Linked DNA regions of Sus scrofa: all the other regions are linked to region 4. A link is a contact called in public HiChIP or PLAC-seq data. All regions are on one chromosome and are shown on one strand. The core of a region is the stretch at or near the end of the contact, and the rest is flanking DNA. Distances in the headings are between cores, read along the strand shown. Region 1 overlaps FKBP5 (FK506 binding protein 5). Region 2 overlaps SRPK1 (SRSF protein kinase 1). Region 3 overlaps FKBP5 (FK506 binding protein 5). Region 4 holds the start of ARMC12 (armadillo repeat-containing protein 12).

Region 1 (5,922 bases), core at 299-2,798, 100 kb after region 4:
CCTCTAATCCTACCATCAGCTCTCAATTCAAGATAACAGCTTTCTTCAAAATTCACTCCCTTTGCAGTTTATTGCTTACCTGATCTCACTTTGAATACTTCAGTTTTTTATTGACATAGCACTTCAAATTTGTATATTATTCCTTAAAATTATGTACATCTTCTGTTGTTTCCCAAAGGATTTGAGACTGCTTATTGTTAAGATACAATTATAGAGGTTACCATAGTTCTGAATTGAGCAGTAAAGTTAACTTTTAAGAGTTTCTCAGCAGATTATAAACCTGACTAGTATCCAGGAGGATTCGGGTTCGATTCCTGGCCTTGCTCAGTGGGTTAAGGATCCAGTGTTGGCTGTGAATTGTGGTGTAGTCGGCAGATGTGGCTTGGATCTGGCATGGCTGTGGCATAGGCCTGCAGCTACAGCTCTGGCTCCAGTTTGACCCCTAGCCTGTGAACTTCCATATGCCACAGGTGCGGCCCTGAAAAGAAAAAGAAAAAAATTGTTAATTTTAGTTTTCTGGAAGTAGGCAAAAAAAAAAGAAAGAAATTCTTCTGTAGTTCTTGTGATCTGACAAAAGAGGACACATGTTTTGGAGGTTTTTTTTGTTTGTAGAAATACAAAACTCACTTTTTTTTTTACTCTAAATTTTGAGAAGAAATCTGTTTCATGGGCCTTTTTATGATACAGTTTATACTTTTCTGGTTGTTTCTTGTTTGTTATTTTTTGTCTACCCAACAAAATTATAAGCTTCCTTAGGACAAATTCCATTTTCCATACTATTTTTGTCCCATTTCTGCCTAGAAAACACGCTTATTATTATGGTTGAAATTATAAATTAAGCAACAACTGAAGCCCAGCCACATTTTAAAGATTATGTTACTGCCACTTTTCAAAGACTTAATCTTGAACAGTTTAGAAATTAATACCAAAAAGAATGGATGTGTGTATATGTATAGCTAAATTGCTTTGTCATACAGCAGAAATTATCACATTGTAAATCACCTATACGTCAATAAAACTTTAAAAACTTGTTTTGGAAACAAGTCTCTTTAAAAAAAAAAATTCAAAAGAGAAAGTAACACTACTTTTGTCCTTTTCAGCAGAGAATCTTCTCCAGTAGCCCTGAGGAAAAAAAATCACAATTTATTTCTTAGTGTGTAGCTCTTGCTGAGTTCTTTTGTAGCCCCTGCTTCCTAGCTGAGTAGTATGTAACGTATGGAATTATTGCAACTTGTGTTCCATGACAGTTACTTTTTTAAAAAATATGACTTAGAGGGTTTCAACCCCTTTTCTTTTGTCTTAGGCCAGGTTATCAAGGCATGGGATATCGGGGTGGCTACCATGAAGAAAGGAGAGATCTGCCATTTACTGTGCAAACCAGAATATGCATACGGCTCGGCTGGCAGTCTCCCCAAAATTCCCTCGAATGCAACTCTCTTTTTTGAGGCAAGTATGTGTGTGATGTTGCCTTGTTAGCATCTGCTCTGCTATAGTGCTGGCTCCAAAGCAGCAGGCAGTGGAACGAGGAGCTAAGTTTGCTGTTGAGGATCAGATCCAACTTATTTATTTTGGAGCTTGGCTTCTTGAATTGTTTCCCGCAAACCCAAGGGGTGTGTGCCAGTGCTTTCTTAGAAACGTGTCTCTGGCACAAAATGGTCATATCCAAATAAACAAAAGACACCAGGCTCAGAAATAAAGGTTGTGGTCCATAGTGTGACAGAAGACGGGATGGAAATGTGGGAAATAAACATTACAATACACCTAAACCAAGTGGGAAGGCTGTTTTCACGTTACAGTGGTTATAAATGTCACAGATCTCACTTCCTCACTAGGAAGCAGTAAGTCGAGATAAGATGTTACTCATCCTGTGTCGAATAACTCATATTTGGCCAAACTTAGTTTAAAAATCAAGAGGGAAATGCCTGAAAATTCTAACTAGGTAAAATACACCTTTGGTTGGTTGTAGTCCTGATTCATAAGATTTATTCTTACATTTTAAGAAGGGAATTCCATGAATCTGGGGTGGAAAAGTGGTGGCCTCTAGAGTCAGACACAATAGTTCTGGGCCAGCACTGTGTCACTCTGGCTTTCTGCCACAAGGCAGTTTTCCTAGTACTTCCTGTCTGTCTTTGCACTGCAGCCCCACAGGATGTAGTCCTAGACATTATCATTACATGAAGGTTCTTTCCAGGTATTGAAAACTGCAGTGTTCTTTTTTCCTACTTTTCCAATAACTAAGATGCACAGATAAATATAAAAACAGTTTTATTTTATAAAATGAAAAGAGAATTAGTCACCCTTGCCTTTAAGTGTGTTAAATTAGCTTTGTCCCATCAGTTCTCAGCCAGGTCCCTTTTTCCTTTCTAGATTGAGCTCCTTGATTTCAAAGGAGAGGATTTATTTGAAGATGGAGGCATTATCCGAAGAATCAAACGGAAAGGAGAAGGGTACTCAAATCCCAACGAAGGAGCGACCGTAGAAAGTAAGTCTTACTGCGAGAGGGAACTAATTGGTCCTTAAAAGTTGGGTTACATTTATGTGGGTGAAATGGAGGTTTCTTTTATAAAAATCTGTTTATAGAAATAAATATATTGAATATGTATCTCAAAAAGAATTTTAGAATCCAACATTTATTTAATAGTGACTCATTTAATATTCATTCAACCTGTATGTGCCAAGTACTGTACCAGCCTCTACAAACTCAAAAAAAATGAGTAAAAAGTAATCTCATCCATCAAGGAGTTCTTAGTCTATGGACTCTTTGATGTGTCAACTACTGTATTAGTTGCCTTACACATCAGTTCTGTTTAAGGTATGAGTAATTATCCCCAGGTGAGAAAAGTGAGTTCATAGAAGTTATGTAAATTGCCCGAGGTTGCAGAGTTATTAACTAGAGCCTAGATTTTAAGGCCTTTCCGGACTCTCAGACCCATTTCACTGGCTGTCATCAAGAGAAAAAACAGTATTGTAGTTTGATCGTAATTGTGTAAGAGTGTTTATTCTCTTTTGTGTCAGGAGATGTGGGTTTATTGAGTGACCTGTAGCTGTTCCATCTTTCTCACTTACTAAGTTGGGGGTCAGGATGCTGTTACGGACTGGGATAGCTGATCACCGTTTCCCCTGCCATGGTGCCCACTTTGTACCACTGTGTGCACTACTTGTCACTGGTCCTGTAATCAGCACATACCCATCCCCAGTGTGCAGTGAGTGCTGTCATCAGCAGCGCCCATTCCCCAGTGTGCAGTGAGTACTGGGGGACTGGAATCTTCCCCTTCTTGTTTCCAGCATCACTGGCAGTGCCTTACACACATTCGACGTTCAGTAGATGCTTTCTGCATGGATGAATGAATGTTTGAAAAATGCCATTTATTGCGCTGAAGTTCTTCAAAAAAGAGACTGAAAAAACATGTAGAAATACTTCGATTTAAGAAAAAAAATCAAGTCACTAAACAAGGATGGTGACATGAACTATTATTAAAGACCTAACAAAGAGTTCTTTTTTTTTTTTTAATTTTTTTAATTTTTTATTTTATGGCTGCACCTGCGGCATATGGAAGCTCCAGGGCCAGAGAGTGAACAGGCTGCAGCTGTGACCTACATTGTAGCTGCAGCAATGTCCAATCCTTTAACCCACTGTGCAGGGGAGAAAATCTGTACTTCTGCAGCCACCTGAGCCACTGCAGTGGGATTCTTAACCCACTGCACCACAACAGGAACTCCCTAAGAGTTCATTTTTAAAACATAAACTAGGTAGTTTGATTTTATCTTTAATGTTGTGTATTGAACCACAACAGTATTTTACATTCTACTTTGAACCCATATTTCATTTCCACAAGTCTGGCAGATTAGTTCAAATTTAATTTTTGTAATTGAAAACAAGTTATAGTATTACTTTTCTTTTGCAGTTACAGTGTTTAGATAGTTGTCATTCATGATAAGTTTTAGAATAAATGAAGGGATTTCCACCATGACTCAGCAGAAACAAATCTGACTAGTATCCATGAGAATGCAGGTTCGATCCCTGGCTTCACTCAGTGGGTTAAAGATCCGGCGTTGCTGTGAGCTGTGGTGTAGGTTGCAGAAGCGGCTCAGATCTGGTGTTGCTGTGGCTATAGCTCCGATTCAAACCCTAGCCTGAGAACCTCCACATGCCTCGGGTGCAGCCCTAAAAAAAGACAAAAAAATAAATAAAATAGAATAAATGAAGAGCTCAGATGTATAATGTTGGAGAAATACCTAGACCAGGAGTTGGCAGATAAGTTCCAGCTTTGGCTGACTTTTAGCTAGACCTTTCCTCTCTGTCTTTAGCTTCTTTCCTGTGCAGTGACACAGGGGTAGAGTTCTTGATTTCTAAGGTCCTACTAGCCCTAAAAATTCCATGAGAGCATTCTAAATGTTTATGAACATAATAGGAATGATAGAAAATTCTCCTCAGTATATTAGCAAGCACTTAAAAATCTTATCTATAACATCTATTTTTAAATTTCTATTATGAAAATTTTCAAACATATGCAAAAGTAGGGTTTTTTCCCCTATGCTACAGAAACTTCCAAGATTCGATAATTTATGTATATTTATATATTTTTATATGTATTTATTCTTTTTGTCTTTTTGCTTTTTCTAGGGCCGCTCCTGAGGTATATGGAGGTTCCCAGGCCAGGGGTCCAATCAGAGTTGTAGCCTCCAGCCTATGCCAGAGCCACAGCAACATAGGATCTAAGCCACGTCTGCGACCTACACCACAGCTCATGGCAATGCCAGATCCCCAACCCACTGAGCGAGGGCAGGGATTGAACTCGCAACCTCATGGTTCCTAGTCGGATTCATTAACCACTGAGCCACAACGGAACTCCATGTGTATATATTTTAAAATTGGAAGTTTTTGTCAATTAAAAGGAAAAACTTTTCCCAGTTATAAGGCAATACCATAAAACTACCGCTGTAGACTGTAGAGTTAACTTTGGAGCAGATTAGGAGTGTCCGCTGTGGTGCATTGGAAACAAATCCGACTAGGAACCATGAGGTTGTAGGTTCAATCCCTGGCCTCACTCAGTGGCTTAAGGATCCGGCGTTGCCGTGAGCTGTGGTGTAGTTCGCAGAAGTGACTCGGATCCGGTGTTGCTATGGCTATGGTGTAGGCCGGCAGCAACAGCTCTGATTAGACCCCAGCCTGGGAACCTCCATATGCCATGGGTGCGGCGCTAAAAAAAAGACAAAAAACAAACACACGAAAAAAACTTTGGAGCAGGTTAAATTAAATTAACTCAAGTCTTGCTTTTGGTAGTATTTTCAGCAGGAGTCATTTTTTTTTTAACTTTTCATTTCGATTTTTTTTGTTTGTTTGTTTGGTTTTTAGAGCCGCTCTTGTGGCTTATGGAATTTCCCAGGCTAGGGGTCCAATCGGAGCTACAGCTGCCTGCATATAGGCACAGCAATGCCAAATCCGAGCTGAGTCTGCAACCTACACCCCAGCTAACGGCAACACTGGATCCTCGGCCAGGGATCAAACCCACATCCTCCTGGATACTAGTTGGATTCGTTTCCACTGCACCAGAACAGTAACTCCTTGAGATAATTTTTGACTTACAGAACAGTTGCGAAACTAGTACAGAGAATTTCCTTATGTGCTTCACGGAGCTTCCCCTAATGCTGGCAGCTTGCATAACCACAGTACTTTTATCAAAATCAGGAAATTCGCGTTGATTCAATGCTATTTATTAACCATTCCACAGATCTTATTTGAATTTCATCAGCTGCCTCGTTGAGGCTCCTTTTCTGGTGCCCCATCAAATCCGGGTCCAACATTGTTTAAGTTGTCACGTCCCCTTAGTCTCCTCCAATCTGTGACAGTTTATCAGTCTCTCTCAGTGTTTTTCATGACTTTAGTGCTTATGAAGGTAACTGGCCAATTATTGTAGAATA
Region 2 (5,622 bases), core at 2,319-4,818, 75 kb before region 4:
GGGAGAAGGAAACCTATGGTGTGCATCACACTGCTTCTCAGCTTTCACCAGCAGCTTATTAGTCAGCTTTCTTAGAGCCATTCTCTCTCTGCTTTCCAACTTCTAAATTTTATTATTCTGACTTTGCCATTCTCTTTGACAGGTTATGCTTTAAAAATTAATACTGGGGGAGTTCCCATCAAGGCTCAGTGAAAATGAATCTGACTAGCATCCATGAGGATGCAGGTTCAATCCTCGGCCTAGCTCAGTGGATTAAGGATTTGGTGTTGCCGTGAGCTGTGGTGTAGGTTGAAGACATGGCTCAGATCTGGCATTGTTGTGACTGTGGTGTAGGCTGGTGGCTACAGCTCCAATTTGACCCCTAGCCTAGGAACCTCCATATGCCGTTGGTGCAGCCCTAAAAAGCGAAAAAAAAAAATTAATGCTGGGTTTTCTACTGAAATGAAGTTTCAGGAGTAAGTGGATGTGTACGTATCCAACACACCATCTTTACTTTTGCTGATTCTTGACCTCGTTTATCATTTACATGTCTGTAAGGCAGTAGTGGCACAATGACTAAAGACAACTCCCTTGAACAGCACGTCCATTTTTCTAAATATTCTCACCTGTAGTACATTTCCACTTCAAGCTCATTATCTGAACCCATTGTTTTCCTTCTCTTAAGTCTTTCCATCCCTGTCAGTAGCCTCTATCACATAGTTCCTTTTGACTTGTCCTACTGTCTCCCACTCATAGCCATTGAATTTTTAAATTGTGCTTATTCTTTCTGTGAATATCCTTGGTTTTAACTTTTCGCTCTCCTATTTCCACAGCCATTGTTCATGTGCTCATTACTAAGCCTAAATCTGGCCAGACACCGGAAGATGTTCTCAGATGTCCTGTTGTCTCCTACATGCTCTCCTGTTCACGAACATGCAGTGTTGCTCTCTTGTCTGTCTCATAAATCTAAACTCTTCCACCTAGCAGTTGGCTTTAGCAGATGTCATTCTGTACCTTTATATATGATGTTCCCTCTACCTGGAATCCTTTTTGCTCTTTTGGTCAAACTTAGTCCAGTTCCCTTTGAAGCTCTGGTCAATGCTGTTTCCTACCTGAAGCTTTCTCTGCCTAATTTCCCCTCTTCACAAATGCTGTTCCTTGTTTTTGAATTTTCATGGGATTAGAAAACTGTCTTTCATGCTTGTACGTGTTATATTGAGTTTTGTTTCCTGTGTTTGATTCATTTGAAGCTTCCTTTTTCTGTATAATTTTTTATTGTAGAAAATTTCAAACCTATACAAAAGTAGAGAGAATAGAATGATCATCCATACCATTATACTACTGTCACCCAGCAATTATCAACCCATTTCCTGTCTATTTTCACATATATCCGCCCTGCCACCCACTGCAGATTATTTTGAAGTATATCCCAGGCATCTTATTTTCATTTGTAAACATGGCTTTCTAAAAAAATGATCCTTTTAGGTAACCATTGTTATACCTAAAAAGGTTAACAGTTCGCTAATATCAAATACTCAGTCACCTTTGCCAATTGTCTCATAAACATTCTTCTAATTTTATTTTAGACAAAATCTAAATAAAATCCATGAATGCAAAATTGGGTACTGTCTCTCTTAAATTGCTTTTATATAGAGGTTTTCCCTTTTTCCCCCATACAGTTTAGGTGTTTTAAAGAAAAAACAAAACTGGTTGCTTAGGAGTTCCCCTGTGGCTCAGTGGGTTAAGGATCTGGCATTGTCACTGCAGCAGCTTGGGTCACTCCTGTAGTGCAGGTTCAGTCCCTGCCTCTGGAATTTCCACATGCTGCAGGCACAGCCAAAAAACCAACTCTAGTTGTTTTGTGGATTGTACTCCCTTGCTGCCTAACGTGGCTCTGTTTCCCCAAGGTTCACATTTGATATTTTTGGAGGGATGAGGGAAGCAGAGGAGAAGGAGGGCAAGAAGTCTCTATCGGTGTTTATAAAACTTAAAACCTACATCTTTTATTTTCTCGTAATGAGCACACAGCAAGGAAAAGTTTGAATTGACCCTAAATTGATATCATTTATTTGTTGAAATCCAGGTTATTAATTTTAGGCAAATGAAAAATTTAGTTTTTGTTTGGGATGATAGTTTTCCATTTCTTAAAAAACAATTTGGGGAGTTCCCATCATGGCTCAGTGGGTTAAGGATCCAGTGTTGTCATGAGCTGTGGTATAGGTTGCAGATGTGGCTCGGCTTTGGTGTTGCTGTGGCTCTGGCGTAGACCAGTGGCTACAGTTCTGATTGGATCCCTAGCCTGGGAACCTCCATGTGCTGCAGGTGCAGCCCTAAAAGACAAAACAAAAAACAAAAACGAAAAAGCAAATTTGGAATTCTCCTGTGGTGCAGCAGGTTAAGGTTCCAATGTTGACAATGAAGCAGCTTTGGTCTTTGTGTGGCATAGGTTCGATCCCTCCTGGTCTGGAAACTTTCACATGCCTTGGGAGCAGCCAAAAAAAGGGCAATTGTTGTTGCCTAATCTGTGTTTCCGTATTAACTTAAAACTTATATGTTGGCAGAAATAATTTGGAATAAATGGTGTATAAAGAAAAGTACTCTTTGGAGCTAATAGAATCAAAATGATACTTAAGAAATTAGTTAAATGAAAACTTTGGTTTGGAGAAAACTTGGATGAATTTATTTTAATCTCCATTATTAAGTAGTCATGACCTATTACTTTTTAGAATAAATGAATCTTAAAATACTGTTACTTTCTTCATTTACTCAGCACAAACATTTCACTGAAGATATTCAAACAAGGCAGTATCGCTCCTTGGAAGTACTGATAGGATCTGGTTATAATACCCCTGCTGACATTTGGAGCACAGCATGCATGGTAATGTTTTTCCTGTTGACTTTAATTATTATGTGGTAGTTACTTACCTTGCCCCGTTTGCTAATTTCAGTAGACCAGCAAATTAAGAGAAAAGGAATATTTTTGTGACTAATCACTGCTACTCTGAATCCTGTGTCTGGACAGGTCTGAATTCAAAAGCTTAGTTATAAACATCTGGTATTCCATTTGGTTCCTGCCAAATTCCTGTTAGGTGAAGGAACCAAATGTTTCTTAACTACAGATGGGGGTGGTGGTTGTAAAAAAACAACTGCTCAAAGGTGATGTTGCTTTTAATTAGGAGGTTGCAGGTGCCCTTGCCCTTTTAGATCTGAATTATTTTCAGATTAGGGAGAACCCTGGAAACTGCTTCATTCTATACAGTTCAGCAGTTCCCCAGACATCTTTGCTCCTCACAAGATGTGAAGCTCAGTCATCCATGGATTCCTAAGTTGCTGTTTTGTCCTTGGCAAGCAAGTACTCAAGTGGTCAGGCTTAGCTGATATTAAATGACTTCCCACAAATACCCTCATGTTGGAACATATTATTGTTTTCTGAATGAGTGCTTACAATGCACTTCTGATGCTAGATAACTACACAGAATTATCATAGACTTCACAGATTAAAGGCATAGTTTCCCACAATACTACCCTTTCTTCAGGCACCAGCTGCAACTCTGGGGTCCATAGGCCACCTGCACTTCTGATCAACTGAGTTGGGGATTTCCACTATTGTTTCAGAGTCAGTAGTTTATTAGAATGACTCACAGCACTCAGGAAAGTGCTGAAATATTACAGTTTTGTTACAAAGGATACAAATCAGGACCAGCCAAACCGAGACATGCATGCAGCAAGGCCTGAGAGGGACCAGGGGTGAAGCTTCTGTGTCCTCAGGATCACATCATTTTCCTGGCACATCATTATTTATCACCAACCAGGGGAGTTCACCTAAGCTTTAAGTGCCCAGAGTTTTTAATTGAGATTTCATTACTTAGGCATGATTTATGAATCATCAGTCATGTGGCTGAGCTCAGTCTCCAGCCTCCTTCCCTTCCCAGGAGTTTGGGAGGTCAGGCTGACAACACTGAGCTCAAAGCCTCAACCCTCTAATTGTATGGTTTGTCTTTTCCAACTTGGGGACATGTCCCACCCCACCCCCCCTCTTAAAATTATCTGGGGGCCTAGCATGAATAACAAAAGGCGCTTTTATCACTTAGGAATTCCAAGAGTTTAGAGGGTCCCCCCTCACCCAGGAAACAGAAACAAGATCAAACAAATTCTTTAGTATTCAATAGTACTTAGTAAATATTTGTGGACCGTCAAATGAGTGAACTAAACCAGAAACATATTAAACTATCATCTCAATTAACATTTAGTATTTACAGTCAACTTTGGAGAAAAACTTGAGAAAGGACAGACTAGAATCCCCAACCTGTTGGGGATCATAGATTTCTTGACACTCACATTCCTGGAAAAACTTTGTCTTCCAAAGGTAATAAACTTAAAACCATGTAGTTAATATGGCATGACCTTATAAATCATTTTGTTACAGCACATCATTCATTGGTCTTTTAAGGTGGAGAGCTATCCTAAATGAATATGGTTTGATACCATATGCATAAGATGAAAGAAAATTGGGATAAAATCATACTTCTTTCTTGCCATACTTTAAAGCTTTGTGATGAGGAATTGATTTGGTAGAGAAAATAACTGATAGAGATGCCACCAACTATAAAATACAGCTAGTTTGTAGGTGGCATCTGATTTCTTAGGATGTGGTTCTCAGTAGTGGGTTAATTGAGGGCAGTAGGTGTTATTTAACATAGTGTTTACAATGTTATGCTTAAGAAGTAAGGCCAAAAGATGAAAGTTGGGGGAATTAACCTAGCCCCTTGTTTGGACCAGCTCATGTGCAGGAATTTTCTTGACCAAGAGAGGGAAAACACTTACCTGACTTGAAACAGTACCACAAAAACTTGAACCCCATTTTCCCCCCAAATTTCTCTCATTTTGCTAATAGACAGAAATATTGCTTAAAATGTTGCCATACTCAGAGTAAAAGTAAATTTTGGAGTATCAAAAGTTTCTAAAGAGATGGATTATCCTTCATCCAGTGCAATTAATTGATGGAAAGATTGAAACCCTTTCTGAAAAGTAAAAAGGCAAGTCATGGAGTTCCCTTCATGGCGCAGCAGAAATGAATCTGACTAGGAACCATGAGGTTGCGGGTTCGATCTCTGGTCTCACTCAGTAGCTTAAGGAACTGGCATTGCTGTGAGCTGTGGTATAGGTTGCAGACGTGGCTTAGGTCTGGCATTGCTAAGGCTCTGGTGTTGGCTGGCAGCCACAGCTCTGATTGGACCCCTAGCCTGGGAACCTCCATATGCCACAGGTGCGGCCCTAAAAAAGAAGAAAAAACAACAAAAAAAAGGCAAGTTGTGAGATGGCCTACCACATTATTGATTGAAACTACGAAGTTAGAAAGGCGGTATAAGAAGGGAATGTTCTGAGAAGAATATTAAGAATTAATAGAGTATATGTTTTCCAATTCTTCAAATGTTCTGTGGATTTTGACAAATGTGTAAGACATGTAGCTGCCATTGTACTGTCATATAGCATGGTTTCACTGTAGTCCTCTGTGCTCTGCCTCTTCATCCATCCCCCCAACCCCTGGCCACCACTGATCTTTTTATTGTCTCCATAGTTTTGACTTTTCCAGAACGTCATATAGTTGGAATCGTACTGTATGATTCAGGTTAGCTTTTTTCA
Region 3 (6,491 bases), core at 3,877-6,376, 120 kb after region 4:
ATGGGTTCAATCCCTGGCCTCGCTTCAGTGGGTTAAGGATCCAGTGTTGCTATGAGCTGTGGTGTAGGTAGCAAACACAGCTCGGATCCTGAGTTGCTGTGGTGTAGGCCAGCAGCTGTACCTCCGATTAGACCCCTAGCCTGGGAACCTCCTTATGCCGTGGATACAGCCCTGAAAAGACAAAAAAGAAAGAAAAATTAGAAAACTGGGATTATAAATCAAGGATAGCAGTATGTATCTAACCAAATGTGTAATAGAAGAAAATTTGCTGAAATAGTAGAAGAATCTTAACATTGAAAGGGCCAGGAGTTCCCGTTGTGGTGCAGTGGTTAACGAATCCGACTAGGAGCCATGAGGTTGTGGGTTCGATCCCTGCCCTTGCTCAGTGGGTTAAGGATCCAGCATTGCCGTGAGCTGTGGTGTAGGTTGCAGACGCGGCTTGCATCCCACATTGCTGTGGCTGTGGTATAGGCTGGCGGCTACATCTCCGATTAGACCCCTAGCCTGGGAACTTCCATGTGCCATGGGAGTGGCCCTGGAAAAGGCAAAAAAAAAACAAAAACAAAAAAAGATTGAAAGGGCCAGTTGATAGTGGCATACAGGAGTAAGGAGTGCTTTTTCACTTAGATACATCCTGGTGAAATTTCCCTTCCTTCCCTCCTTCTTTCCCTCCTTCCTTCCTTCCTTCCCTCCTTCTTTCCCTCCTTCCTTCCTCCCTCCCTCCTTCCCTTCCTTCCAATTGAAATATAATTGACTTAAAATGTTATAGTAGTTTCAGGTATACAACCTGGTAATTCAGTCTTTTTATACGTTATGAAGTAAGTATTGTTACCATCTGGCAGCATACAAAGTTGTTACAGCATTACTGACTATATTCCTCATGCTGTATGTTACATCCCTTGACTTATTTTCTTTTTTTTAATTCAGTGATTTTTTTTTTTTTATGTTTATAGTTGTACAAGCATCATCACAGCCTAATTTTGGAACATTTCCATCCCAAACCCCTAGTTTACCCTTCCCTCCGCCCAACCTGTCCCCTTTGGTAACCATAGTTTTTCAAAGTCTGTAAGTCCGTTTCTGTTCTGCAGATAAGTTCTGTTGTATCCTTTTTTCAGATTCCACATATTATATGATATTTGTCCTTCACTGGCTAACTTCACTTAGTGTAATTTCTAGGTCCATCATGTTGCTGCAAATGCCATTATTTAATTCTTTTTTTGTGGCTGAGTAATATTCCATTGTGTGTATATATATGTATCACATGACTTAATTATTTTCTAGCAAACTTGGTACCTTTTATCTCCCTAATCTATTTCACTCATTCCCCCTGTCCCTGTCCCCTCTGGCAATCCTCTGTTTATTTCTGTATCTGTAACTTTCCTTCTGTTTTGTTATATCTGTTCATTTGTTTTGTTTTTTAGATTTCACATGTAAGTGAAATCATACAATATTTGTCTTTCTCTGTCTGACTTATTTCACTTAGCTTAATACCCTCTAAGTCAATCCATGTTGTCACAAATAGCAAGATTTCAATCTTATTATGATTGAGTAATATTCCATTGTATTTCTGGTGAAATTTCTTAATTCCATAACTTAAAATTTTGAACTCTTCCAAGAAGAAGCAAACTATACACAAAGAAATGAGAATCAGAATGACCTCAGACTTATTTGTGACAGTAAACACTAAAGACATGCACTGAGTATTGTCTATGAGTGTTTTTTTTTGTTTTCTTTTTCTGTTTTTTTTTTTTTTTTTTTTTTTTTTTTTTTTTTTTTTTGTCTTTTTGCCATTTCTTGGGCTGCTCCTGCGGCAAAAGGAGGTTCCCAGGCTAGGGGTCTAATCGGACCTGTAGCTGCCAGCCTATGCCAGAGCCACAGCAACACAGGATCCGAGCCACGTCTGCGACCTACACCACAGCTCACAGCAACGCCGGATCCTTAACCCACTGAGCAAGGGCAGGGATCGAACCCGCAACCTCATGGTTCCTAGTCAGATTCGCTAACCACTGTGCCACGACGGGAACTCCAGTCTATGAGTGTTTTGAACCTGGAATTCTGTACTCAGCCAAATTATCATTTAAGTATCAGAAAAAAAAAGTAACTGTTTAGAATATGCAGACTTGTGCCCTTTTTGAAAAAAAAAAAAAGCAGAACTATAGGATGTACTAAAACATCCCGAAAGATAAAGCCAAGAAGTGAAGACTTGAGGCATAAGAAACATTACTGGGCGTAAAATTAATTTCCAGGAGTTCCCGTCGTGGCACATTGGAAATGAATCTGATTAGGAACATGAGGTTGCGGGTTCGACCCCTGGTGTCGCTCAGTGGATTAAGGATCTGGCATTGCCATGAGCTGTGGTGTAGGTCACAGGTGCTGCTCGGATCTGGCATTGCTGTGGCTCTGGCGTAGGCTGGCAGCTACCGCTCCAATTCAACCCATATCCCAGGAACCTCCACATTTTGGGGGTGCAGCCCTTAAATGATGAAAGACAAAAAAATAAAGTAAAATTAATTTCCATAATGTGACAGTGAAGTTGGACCCCTGAAATGGTAGAACTATAGTGTTAAAAATACTAGTTTGAAGGAAAAAAAGAATACTAGTTTAACTAGTATGGAACTAGATCCCAGGTCATTTTAACAAAATGTGGTGGAGACGGAATATGAGGAGGGGAAGCAAATTTTCTGAAAGGATTTTCTTTTTTTTTTTTTTTTTTTTTGTCTTTTGTTGTTGTTGTTGTTGTTGCTATTTCTTGGGCCGCTCCCGCGGCATATGGAGGTTCCCAGGCTAGGGGTTGAATCGGAGCTGTAGCCACTGGCCTACGCCAGAGCCACAGCAACGCGGGATCCGAGCCGCGTCTGCAACCTACACCACAGCTCACGGCAACGTGAAAGGATTTTCTTATTCAAGGGGGGATAATGCTGCTTAGTTAACATTGATAAATATGAATATGTATAAATATATATATTTATCATTTGTTACTAAAAATTCAGCCAGTGGACCATTTATTTTAGAATAGTATTAAAAAACAAGAGTTCCGTATCAGTGAAGAATTTAAATAGCTCTTGGAATTTATTAAAAAGAGGAGTACTGATATATTCAAAAAGGAAAATTCCTATAAATGAATGAAAATTACTACCATTTTCCTTAATGCCCTATTTTCAGATTAATCATTAAATAAATATTTACTTTCTGGCCCTGAACCATGTGTTGGGCACTGTGAGGTACAAAAGAAACAGAAGATGTTGCTTCTGCTCGCTTTGAGTTTTATTCATACTTTGACGGCTCTCTCTGTGGAGCCATGAAGTGGTTTCTCATACCAAGTTCTAAAACATGCTTAATGTGGTATAATTTACCACTAATTGCAGGAAAATAATTGTAGCTAACATTCACTGAGTTCATCTCTGTAGCCACACGTAACACAGTGCTTTCACATAGTAGCCACCCTGACACAGAAATGAATGCCTGCCAAGTGCTAGGCTAAAAGCTTTAATTAATTCAGTACCTAATTCAATCCTCTCAATAGTTATGAGTTAGGCTAAAGTTAGTTACTCCCCCTATTCTGTATATGAAGAAACTGAGCTTCAGATAATTTAAAAGACCTTGCCCAAAGCCACAATTGTTTAGTGACAGAAGGGACTGGAATCCAGGTCTGACTGCAGTGCTATCCTGCTGCAGAGTGTGAGGGTTTGTGTTGGTGTAGTCTATTGTCCTGTGTATGCTTCCTGTCTAGACTAAGATACACAATCGTTTGCATCAGGGCTACTCTGCTCAAGTAGCCAAGTTCACGCCTGCTCTCAGTCGGCAACCATCATCCCTCGGCACCGTAAGCAGCCCTGCCGTGGCATCTGTTCATCAGAGTACAAAATGCAGAGGCGGACAGTCGCGGGGAGGGAGTGGGGGGGCGGGAATTGACCTCTGTGGCTGAGGGGAACAGTTTCTCTTCTAATCAGTGATTAATATGCCTCTTCTGACTTTAGAAATCCACCTCTGCCTCTTCATTTGCCTTTTCTAGGGGTCGGTAGGATCCCACTCACTGTCTCTTGGATGCTCCGCTCTGTTAGATAGCAGATGCAGGCAGAGAGACTCTCCCTTGGCATATGAATCAGGCAGCAGAGAAAACCGTTGCCGAGTAGGAGTAACCTGTCACAACCTGGTTTTCTCTGTTAAATGGCCAGTCTTGTCCAGTAGTAATGCCATTACAACATTCCCATTCAGATCCCCATGACCCAGTAATTGTTTTGGAAATGAGTGCAAAGCTATCAGACTACTATAATTAGAAAAGAGAAAAACAGACACTTACCAGAGTAACGTCTTTAGGCTGGAGCATTTACAGCAATTTTTTTTCTCAGTTTTGCTTCCTAAAATACACATTATACAGTTTTTTGGTTCCTGCATTCCAGTTTTGTTTTGTTTTTTTTTTTTCCCTTACTGCAGTGCACTCCCCCCCCCATCTTAATCGGAGTACAAATTGCTGTCAGCACATCGAGTTCATGTGCCAGCCACATTCAGAACAGGGTGTTCTGTGCTCTTCAAAACAAAATTGCTCTAGGGCAGTAAGAGAACAATAAGTCAGAGCTCCAGTTTAAGTGATGTTTTGCAGCAGCCTGGGTTCACTTGATGTGGTTACTCTCGGATTGCGCAGCAAAACTGGGGTAATTTGGTTTGGTTTGACTCGGTGGGGTTTGGAGGACCTCCTCCCTTTAAGTTATGTAGACTTTAAGTCAAGAGAAAATGTCCCTTTTTAACTTGTATGTTTCTTTCTGTCCCCAAAAAGCCTTAAGTAGAAGCATCCTGTATGTACTTTTATTCTCTTCGGGCACGTCATAGATCAGTTACTTCCCGTAAATCATGCTGGTTGGAATTAGCAACAGACCTCCTGAGCCCTAGAGGCCGAGCTCCCAGTGAGTCATGATGGTTATTGTTAAATATTTATTAAGTGAGTATTTGCACTAAGAGATACAAGGTCAAAAGCAACCACAGGTCTTCCACAGCCAGAGCTGCCACAGTTTTCTTTTGTGGCAACTGTTGAGACAGTTTTTTTTAAAAAGCTAGGTCTACAGGAGCTGGGCGTGTCTGCATCTGTCACCATGATGGGGGCCTGCTGTCGCAGTGGCAGTAGCAGGCATTTCTGTAGCCCCAAGGTGGGGTGTGAGTTCTTGTCAGCAGTCTTGTAGAACTTGTCACACCAGTGTTCCAAGTTTAGAAATTGGAGCCACAGCCGCTGCTGCTTGTAGGGAGATGTAAAGAATCGATGGACTGTCCACACCCTGAGCTGTGGTACCTCCTCTTGCTCGGATAATGTCAGTATTGACAGGGGGCGGTTTACATGTATAGACGGCTGTGCACCTATGTGCACATACATCTCATTACATCAATTTAAGATTTTATGGTACTGTAGGTGGTGCTTGTCCAGGTCCAGCTTAAAAGAGTTAGATTTAGTAGAAAAAAATTAAAAGATTTGTTCCTATGTAAGGTAGTAAGTATAGCCTTATTGCATGTATTTACCTTCTAGGTGGCCACAAACATTGGTTCTGTCATTTATTGTCTCTTAGACCAGCTACAGTGAACCTTTTTGCTTTGTTAATTATGACTCCATTATAATTTGGGAACTTTTTTTTTTTTTTTTTTTTTTTGCTCATGTGCTTGCCTCACTTATCTTTCCCAACATGTTTATTAGTAGCCAACCTGTTCTTTCTCTAATATGAAGGGTTATCACATGTAAAGAGAACTTGTGAAATTATTTATGTAATCTTAATATCAAGTACATGCATCGAGCTGAAAGCCAGCCTAGGAAACTGACACACAAGCAGGAATCCTTTGCAGAGTCTCTGGATTTCCTGTTTTGAAAACACACTCAAACTTGATCAACCAAAAACCACAACGAATGTACTGATAGTTTCCTCCCCCACTAAATGTACTCTCCTTCAGGGAGGAAAATGCTTCTAACAATAAACCTCACATAAAAAGATCTGTCATCTAAGTTGTGAGCTACTAGGATAATAAATCTCAATACTTGCAATATTTTACAATGTGTGGGCTGAAATTCACTTTGCTCAGCAAATCTTTTTTCATGAAAAGTGTCATCATGTTAATCTAAATTAAATTCCCTGGGCAGATTTTAAAATATATGAGAACACAAACTTTTCATAACTCACAAAATTCTTCAGAAACATGAGCATTTACTCTAGTAAAAATATCTTAAGCCTTGGATTCCCTCAGAACCTCTCTAGCATGTATTTGAAAATAATAAAGTTGAATTTTTTTTTTTTTTTTTGTCTTTTTAGGGCTGTACCCGCGCCATATGGAGGTTCCCAGGCCAGGGGTCTAATCGGAGCTGTAGCCGTCAGCCTATGCCACAGCCACAGCAATGCCAGATCTGAGCCGCGTCTGCAAGCTACACCACAGCTCACGGCAACGCCAGATCCTTAACCCACTGAGCGAGGCCAGGGTTTGAACCCTCAACCTCATGGTTCCTAGTCGGATTCATTTCC
Region 4 (6,341 bases), core at 2,459-4,958:
ACTGGCAGGTAAGTCCCAGGTGGTTCAAGGAACAGGATTGGAAAGGGATTTACAGACTTCACCTGTTTTATACCTGCCTCACCTGAGGACTACTAAAGTAATTAACCCAGCTCCCAACTGAAGAAAGGCATCATTACATTAACCCTGTGTCTGTTGTGCCACCATGAATGTCTCTGTTGCCGTCCCTGGGCTCTTTCTTCCATCTCAAGGTTGGGCAACTACAAGGCTTACAGGCCACGGACTCCCTGCAGCAAAGGATGCCAGAACCCCCCGAGGCCTCCCTACTGCCCCACAATCACCTATCCAGCTCTAGGAACTTCAGGTAGGAGATGGCTGCCTGATGGGACTATTTTAGATTCTGAGGCCACCACGGTAGATCTAAGGATGGGTCCTTCAGCCCAAAGTTCCTGTCCTTCTCTAAGCGGGGACCTGGCATGACTGGCCTCACCAGTCTGCCAGTCCGTGGAGTTGATCCTGCAACCCTCCCACTCTAAGCAAATGCAGTATTTACTGCTCTTTAAAGATCTCCCAAGAAGGAGAGTTCTTTCTTGGCTCTAACCTGACTCCTTCCTGCTACACCTAAGCCCATTTCTTTTGGTTCTGCCCTCAAATGATTCTGAAGGATCAGAAGCAGAGGAATCACCAGTATGACATTTTTGCTAGTCCACAGCACGATGATAAAAAAAAAAAAAAAAAAAAAAGTACTGTGTATTTGTTGGGGGGAAAATCAATGACTGTCCTTGCTTGGGATTAACGGCTTCTGATTCAGACGATGTCTGTTTTATTTTGAGGAGAATTAGCATGTGCTTGCTTTTGTGAAATGATGGTGGTAAAAATGATAATGGACATTCTTAGGGAGCCATAAATTAAGGCTGCAACTCTTTGTAAGAACTTGGTTTTTGTTTTTGTTTTGTCAAATCCAAACCTTCGAAATATTGGCTAGAGAGAAGTCTGAGATTCCATATACATACAGTGAACCCCAAGTTTTTACCTGTCCTCCCCAAGACAAAAGGACACAGGCTGCCCTACACACACCTCTCTGCCACGTGTACCAGGTTTCTAGCTTTTAGGCTGATGTTCCTATCATGTTAGGTGAAGGTTTATTTAGTGAATGAGAGTGTGGGTTCAACCCAGACTGCCAGGGTTCAAAACCAGCTCAGCCACTGACTTACCTCTGTGCCTCATTTTCCCTACCTGTAAAATAGGAATAATAACCACCTACTTCTTGGAGTTGAGAGGTTAAGTGCTTGGAACAGTGCCCAGCACACACAGCTCACCCAATGTGACTGTTATAACTACTATTTCAAGCAGGTTTCCCCTGGGCAAAAATGTTGGGTGTGGGAAGGCAGTGGGCACAGATGGTGGGGCTCTGTGAGCCCCTAAAGGTACATTATTCAGCCCCTTCCATTCAATCACTACCCCTGCCACCCTGGCTAATTAATCTCAACTCCTGTAGCCCATTTAATTGCTTCGAAAAAGTCTGGAACCCTCTTTGAAACCCCCCCCCCCCCCCGGCACACACATCAAATACCTACACCAGGAGCCCATTCCCCTGAGCTGCTTTATTCCTCCTGTGAAAGCCTAAGACCATCTCCTCAATCTATCAGGACTCTGATAATGGGCGTTTCAGTCTAGTTAGAGTAGCTAACCGTGCAAGCAGGCTACCACGGAGTGTGACCCCGGAGGGGCCCCGCGCCTGCGGGCACTAGAAACTAAGGGAAAATTAGCCTACTCTCTACTCCAAGGAAAAAAGCCCGCTGGAGTACGATGGGCTTGGATTTGGGCGAACTCCATAATCTGAGTCTCAGCTTCCTCCTCCGGAAAACGGGTCTATTAATACCTGCCTACCACCCGGAAGTGCGCGGTCCAAACTTAGTGAGAGAATGTGCGCTGTGACTCTCGGTGACCAGGGGACGCTGCACACGTGCGAGCCGCCCCAGCAGAAAGCCAGAAAGCGGAGAGATGAAAGTCTGGCGGGGCAGCCGGTGCCTGACGTGGATCCCACACGCTCCGAGACAGTGTCTTCCTCAGCTCGTGCTTACCCCGGGCCAGGGCCAAATTCGGGAGCCTCTCGGTAGGTAGCTCGTTACTCCGGTGAAAGGGTGGGGACCGGGAGAAACGCTGCGTAAGCCCGGGGAGTGAAGGAGGCGACGCCCCCACAAGCGGAGGACCTAGTGCTGGGCGGAGGCCGCGGCTTTCCCCGCCCCGGGCCTCCCCCCATCTTGCCCTCCCTCCCCGGACTAACCACCCCCCCCCCCCGCGCATCCGGCAGCGGGCACAGGATGTTCTTTCGCTCCGGTCCCCCCCCCCCGCCCCCGCTCTCACTTTCCCTTCGCTCCCATCCCCCACTCCCGCCGCGTCGGGCGCCGGCACCTTGTTTAACTCCTTCTCCCCCGCGCTCCGCGGCGCGGGGCGCGCCCAGGGGTCCCACCCTTCCCGCCCACACCTCCGACGCGGAGCACGCCTGAGGGCTGCCGGGGAAGAAACGGGCCTGGGCTGGGCGCTGGGCCTCAGTTCTTGGGATCCACTGGCCCATCTTGGATGAAGGGGTGAAGAGGGATCCTGGGGACTGAGGTCGTCTTTCTTCGGACCCCCGCCAGCTCACCGGTGCCGGGCGGACTGGAGGGGTTGGGTGCCGGCATCGGGTAATCTGGGTGCCCAAGGCAGGCGGCCAGGGAGCGGAGTTAGCTCCAAGTCCGGCGTGGGGCAGCACCATGGAGGACTCCAACCTCAGCCTCATCCGAGTTTGGCTTCATCCGAGGTTGGGATAAGAAGGGGCCTAGGTCTCCGGGAGAGGATGGCAAGAGGTCACGCCCCTTGCATATACGTCACTTGTTTCCAAGACAACCAGGGGCGGGGAAGAGGGCTAGGGAAGGAGGCTGCTGGAGACACTGGGACCCGGGTGGGGGTGGGAAGGCGGCGTGGGCAGCTTTTTCATTCTTTGCTTCTTCACTCGCTGGTGCTCTGAGAAACTGAAGGAAGGGCAGGTTCTGTTCGTTTCTTCACTCGACAGACTTTCCCTGAATTTAACTACGCTTGGCGCCATGTGTAGGCACTGGGTTTCGGCGGCGTTGGATCTGAACCCTGCCCTCACCGGTTATTGTGAGTTAGGGTAGGGTGGCCTTGCGTCCCGGGTTACGTCTGTGAAACCAGTGTAATTGTTAACAGTGTCCCGTTACTGGCTTGGAAGCATCCCAGTACGGAGGGAAAGGTAGTCAAAGAAGCTTGTCCCCCAATTCAAGGACGGCTCCCACATGGCAGAGAAGACGAACTACTGTCTGCTCATTATGCAATGGACACTTCGTAGTCTCTGTAATCTTTGCCCCTCATTCTGCAAGGAAAGTAGCTCTAGCATCTTTTACAGATGAAGAAACTGGCTCAGAAAGGTTAAGACACTCACCCAAGGCCAAACAGCTAAGTATTGGAGCCAGGATCCAGACCCAAATCTCTGTGGCTTCCAAAATCCAAGTGCCCTATCTCAGGCTGCCCTCTCGAAATAAATAGATGATGTTAAATAAATAAATAAATAACACGGTCCCTGCCATGAAGAAGCTTCTAATCTTTGGAGTTGAAAAGACTACAGGATATTAAGAAGCAATAAAATATAGATAAGACTGAAGGCAGCTCATAAGGCGCAGAGGGAAGTTGATGACAAAATGATCAAAGTGGGGTGGAGATTATCAGAGCCTTTAAGCTGGGTTATGAGGTGGTGATGGGGCCAGGAGCACTGGGGTGTGTGTGTGTGTGATGCGGTGCCAAGAAAGAGCACAATCAGGGGGCATCAATGAGGGGCCCAGAGCTAGGCAGGCTGGAATCTCCGATGGCAAGGTCCCTCTGCAAACCCAAAGCCACTGGTTGTACGCCCTCTCTATTCTGCCTTCCACCCTCCTTGATGGATTGTCTGTTTCTTGCTGGCGCAAAGGCTCCCGGCAGGCAGCTACACTCATTCTCCTCTGCACTCAAGGTCTTTGCAGTTGGTATTTGGCACAACCCCGGAGGTTAATTTGGATGTCTGCTTCTCTCTTCACCACCCCTCTCGGAAGATTCTGGGAACTTAAAAAAAACTGTGGCTCCTCAAAACAACAGGGCCTGCGTGAACATCGAGAAGCCAATAAGCTTAATAGGAATGGGGAGCCCAAGCCAGGAGGATGAGAAAGGGGTGCACCCGAATGGTGTGCTCACGTGAGCAACGTTCGCTGCCCTCCTCCTACACACCAGGTCCTGTGCGGGACTCTGTAGTCTGCGTACCTCATGAATGAGTCTGGGTCCCTTCATAGGGAACATATGAGTTAGCAGTGGATGTACCCAGTGTGCTTGGCTGAAGAGTCTGCAGTTGATAACATACACAATAAACAGTGTTTGAGAAAGATTATTCCAGCAGGGTGTGTAGGAGGAAGGAAGAACCTGGGTCAGAAAGGATAGTGTGGCAGCAACTGTGGAAATTTGGGCCAAAGATGGCATCTGTGAGGTTGGTGAGGAAAGTAACAATGTATCTTGCAATAAAAGCAAGAAAAGGAAGAATCTGGTAATAGGTCAGACCTAGGATAGTGAAGGAGGGAAAAGAGTTATGAATGAATCCGCCTTCATGGGGAGTTTGGGGAGGGGGAGGGTCACGGTGGGAAAGGGGGGAGGAGCTGGTATGAGGGATTTGAAGGTGAGGTTAGTCACTTCCAGGCCATGTGAGGGCAGGTGTCCTGTAGGCGACTGGCCTTGGACAGAAGGAAGTCCTAAAGGGCAGTGGGCTGCCTTGTGAGAGTGACCCTCTTACTGTGGGTGTGCAAACAGCTTCAGAACCATCACTGCCCTGGGATAGATACGGTGGCCAGATGTTACACACCAGGTAGAAGGCTGGTGTCGGCGACAGTGAATGTACCTCCTCACTAAGGGATTTGGTGAACGTTGGCTGGGTGAGCACGTGTGTGGGAAGTATGCCTGTATATGTGGGAAGACGGTTGGCACCCACCTCCTCAACTTTGGCTCCAGAGGGTGCCAGAGATGCCCGGGAGGGGGGCTGAGGCCCAAGTGAGGCACTTCAGCAGCCTGGGATCCTTCCCCCAGCCCCACCTTGGAAGGCCCTGGAGCCCAGGGCTGTGTTGACTGCCAGGGCCTTTCCTGCCTGCCCTGGCACACTCCCAGCACAGCGTGTCCCCTGGGGCACCTTGCAGACACTCCAGGAGGCTGGGGCATGGGACAGGTCCCCACCCCCTAGGAAGAGTCCTGCTCTGGACTGACATCTGAGCTCCCCGTCCTGGGACTGTCATCCATCCACACCAGACCACAGGGGACAGCAGACCCAGAGGAGGAAGGAGAAGCTTTGTGGCTGGGTGGCAGAATTCGTAGGTCTTTGTTGTGGCTTTGGGTGGGAGGGTGGGTAAGGCAGAAAAGCAGGGTCTCAGGCTTCAAAGCACCTCCCCACCTGCCTCTCCTTCCCTCTGAGGAAATCTTCAGGGGCCTAGTGGTTTTGAGGGGAGGGGACAGGAAGAGACTTTGAACTCTGGGTCAGCTGGGAGCAGAGATGGGGAAGATCTTGCTCTAAATCCCATTTCTCCCAACATCTTCCTCTGCTCCCCACTGCCCTAAAACAAATTTCTGCCTCCACCCAAGAGTTACATCCCCCACACCCAGACCTGCAGGGACCTCCCAGAGTGGTGGGGGGGATGGGACAGCATGGACCCGGCAGCTGCATGGCAGGCCACACCTGCAGGTGGGTTGGGGAGCGTGACCCTCCCACGTGGGCAGAGCCTGCTCCACTCTGGCGGGGCGCTCCGAGCCACGTTCATGGAAGGGCGAGAAGGCAGAGGGATGCGCAAAGCGGCCACGTGGAGGTCCCGAGCGACACACTGGGCGGGAGCTGGGGAGCGGGGCCCGTGTGCTCGCCCCTCCCGCTCGAGGGAGCCTCAGAGAGTCGGGTCGTCGCTGACCGCAGGCTGCAAGAGCGGTTGATCTGGTGAGCGAGCACACCCACTTACCCAGCTGCTGAGTCAGGCTGTTCTCGCTCCCCGCTCGCCCGCCCGCTCGGGACATTGTGTTCCAGCGCGCTGGCACCGGGCCCAGGCGCTCACACCAGCCTCCTCGCCCTGTTTGTGCTCGCGGCTTGCGCTCGGCGCGCAGCCTCCCCGTCGCCGCCGCAGCCTCCGAACGCGTTCTTGGGTCTGGCCAGGCGCGGCCCAGGGACGGCCGGTGCTGGGGCCTGGTGCATAACCCCGGGGACGTGCAGCCCGGCCGGGCTGGCTCCCACAGCCCTGCCGGGTCACCGGCCTTAGCGCGCCCAGACCTGTCCATCCCCCACACGAGCCCTGGTTTGGAACCCCGGCGAGTCAGGGGCCCAGAGCAGCACAGTT

Evidence for each region. HiChIP or PLAC-seq counts read pairs in DNA pulled down with a chosen protein or histone mark.
Region 1: a contact with region 4 is called in an H3K27ac HiChIP or PLAC-seq map of skeletal muscle. The contact joins the enhancer-like site here to the promoter of ARMC12 in region 4. A contact is called at or near these places in 1 of 5 promoter capture datasets (liver), 6 of 47 Hi-C or Micro-C datasets (blood, heart right ventricle, liver and 2 more) and 2 of 2 datasets of contacts at active chromatin or transcription factors (alveolar macrophages and skeletal muscle).
Region 2: an H3K27ac HiChIP or PLAC-seq map of alveolar macrophages shows a contact between it and region 4. The contact joins the enhancer-like site here to the promoter of ARMC12 in region 4. A contact is called at or near these places in 5 of 47 Hi-C or Micro-C datasets (alveolar macrophages, embryonic fibroblasts, liver and 2 more) and 1 of 2 datasets of contacts at active chromatin or transcription factors (alveolar macrophages).
Region 3: an H3K27ac HiChIP or PLAC-seq map of skeletal muscle shows a contact between it and region 4. The contact joins the enhancer-like site here to the promoter of ARMC12 in region 4. A contact is called at or near these places in 2 of 5 promoter capture datasets (liver and skeletal muscle), 22 of 47 Hi-C or Micro-C datasets (alveolar macrophages, blood, brain and 12 more) and 2 of 2 datasets of contacts at active chromatin or transcription factors (alveolar macrophages and skeletal muscle).

Annotation. Positions count from the first base shown.
Region 1 is chr7:31,479,622-31,485,543 of Sscrofa11.1, reverse strand. FKBP5 (FK506 binding protein 5) reads left to right here. Exons shown (of 12, transcript NM_001315611.1): 5 at 1,304-1,446; 6 at 2,368-2,482. Among named protein-coding and RNA genes, the nearest start is that of FKBP5, 67 kb to the left of the region's middle. Within about 2 kb of position 1,548, at least 18 of the 83 cell types and tissues checked have an H3K27ac peak or open chromatin away from gene starts, as enhancers often do. A contact at or near this core is called in liver and skeletal muscle, where this site is marked.
Region 2 is chr7:31,656,302-31,661,923 of Sscrofa11.1, reverse strand. It overlaps SRPK1 (SRSF protein kinase 1), which reads left to right. Exons shown (of 16, transcript NM_001144113.1): 13 at 2,750-2,857. Among named protein-coding and RNA genes, the nearest start is that of LHFPL5, 35 kb to the right of the region's middle. Within about 2 kb of position 3,568, at least 7 of the 83 cell types and tissues checked have an H3K27ac peak or open chromatin away from gene starts, as enhancers often do. A contact at or near this core is called in alveolar macrophages, where this site is marked.
Region 3 is chr7:31,465,821-31,472,311 of Sscrofa11.1, reverse strand. The region is part of intron 6 of FKBP5 (FK506 binding protein 5); the gene reads left to right. It overlaps LOC110261510 (a long non-coding RNA gene), which reads right to left. Exons shown (of 3, transcript XR_002345681.1): 2 at 4,301-4,358. Among named protein-coding and RNA genes, the nearest start is that of FKBP5, 81 kb to the left of the region's middle. Within about 2 kb of position 5,126, at least 49 of the 83 cell types and tissues checked have an H3K27ac peak or open chromatin away from gene starts, as enhancers often do. A contact at or near this core is called in alveolar macrophages, brain, embryonic fibroblasts and 6 more, where this site is marked.
Region 4 is chr7:31,580,911-31,587,251 of Sscrofa11.1, reverse strand. It overlaps ARMC12 (armadillo repeat-containing protein 12), which reads right to left and starts at 3,708. Exons shown (of 7, transcript XM_021098632.1): 1 at 2,606-3,708. The coding sequence starts at 2,740. It overlaps LOC100521322 (a long non-coding RNA gene), which reads left to right. Exons shown (of 3, transcript XR_001297829.2): 1 at 1-2,074.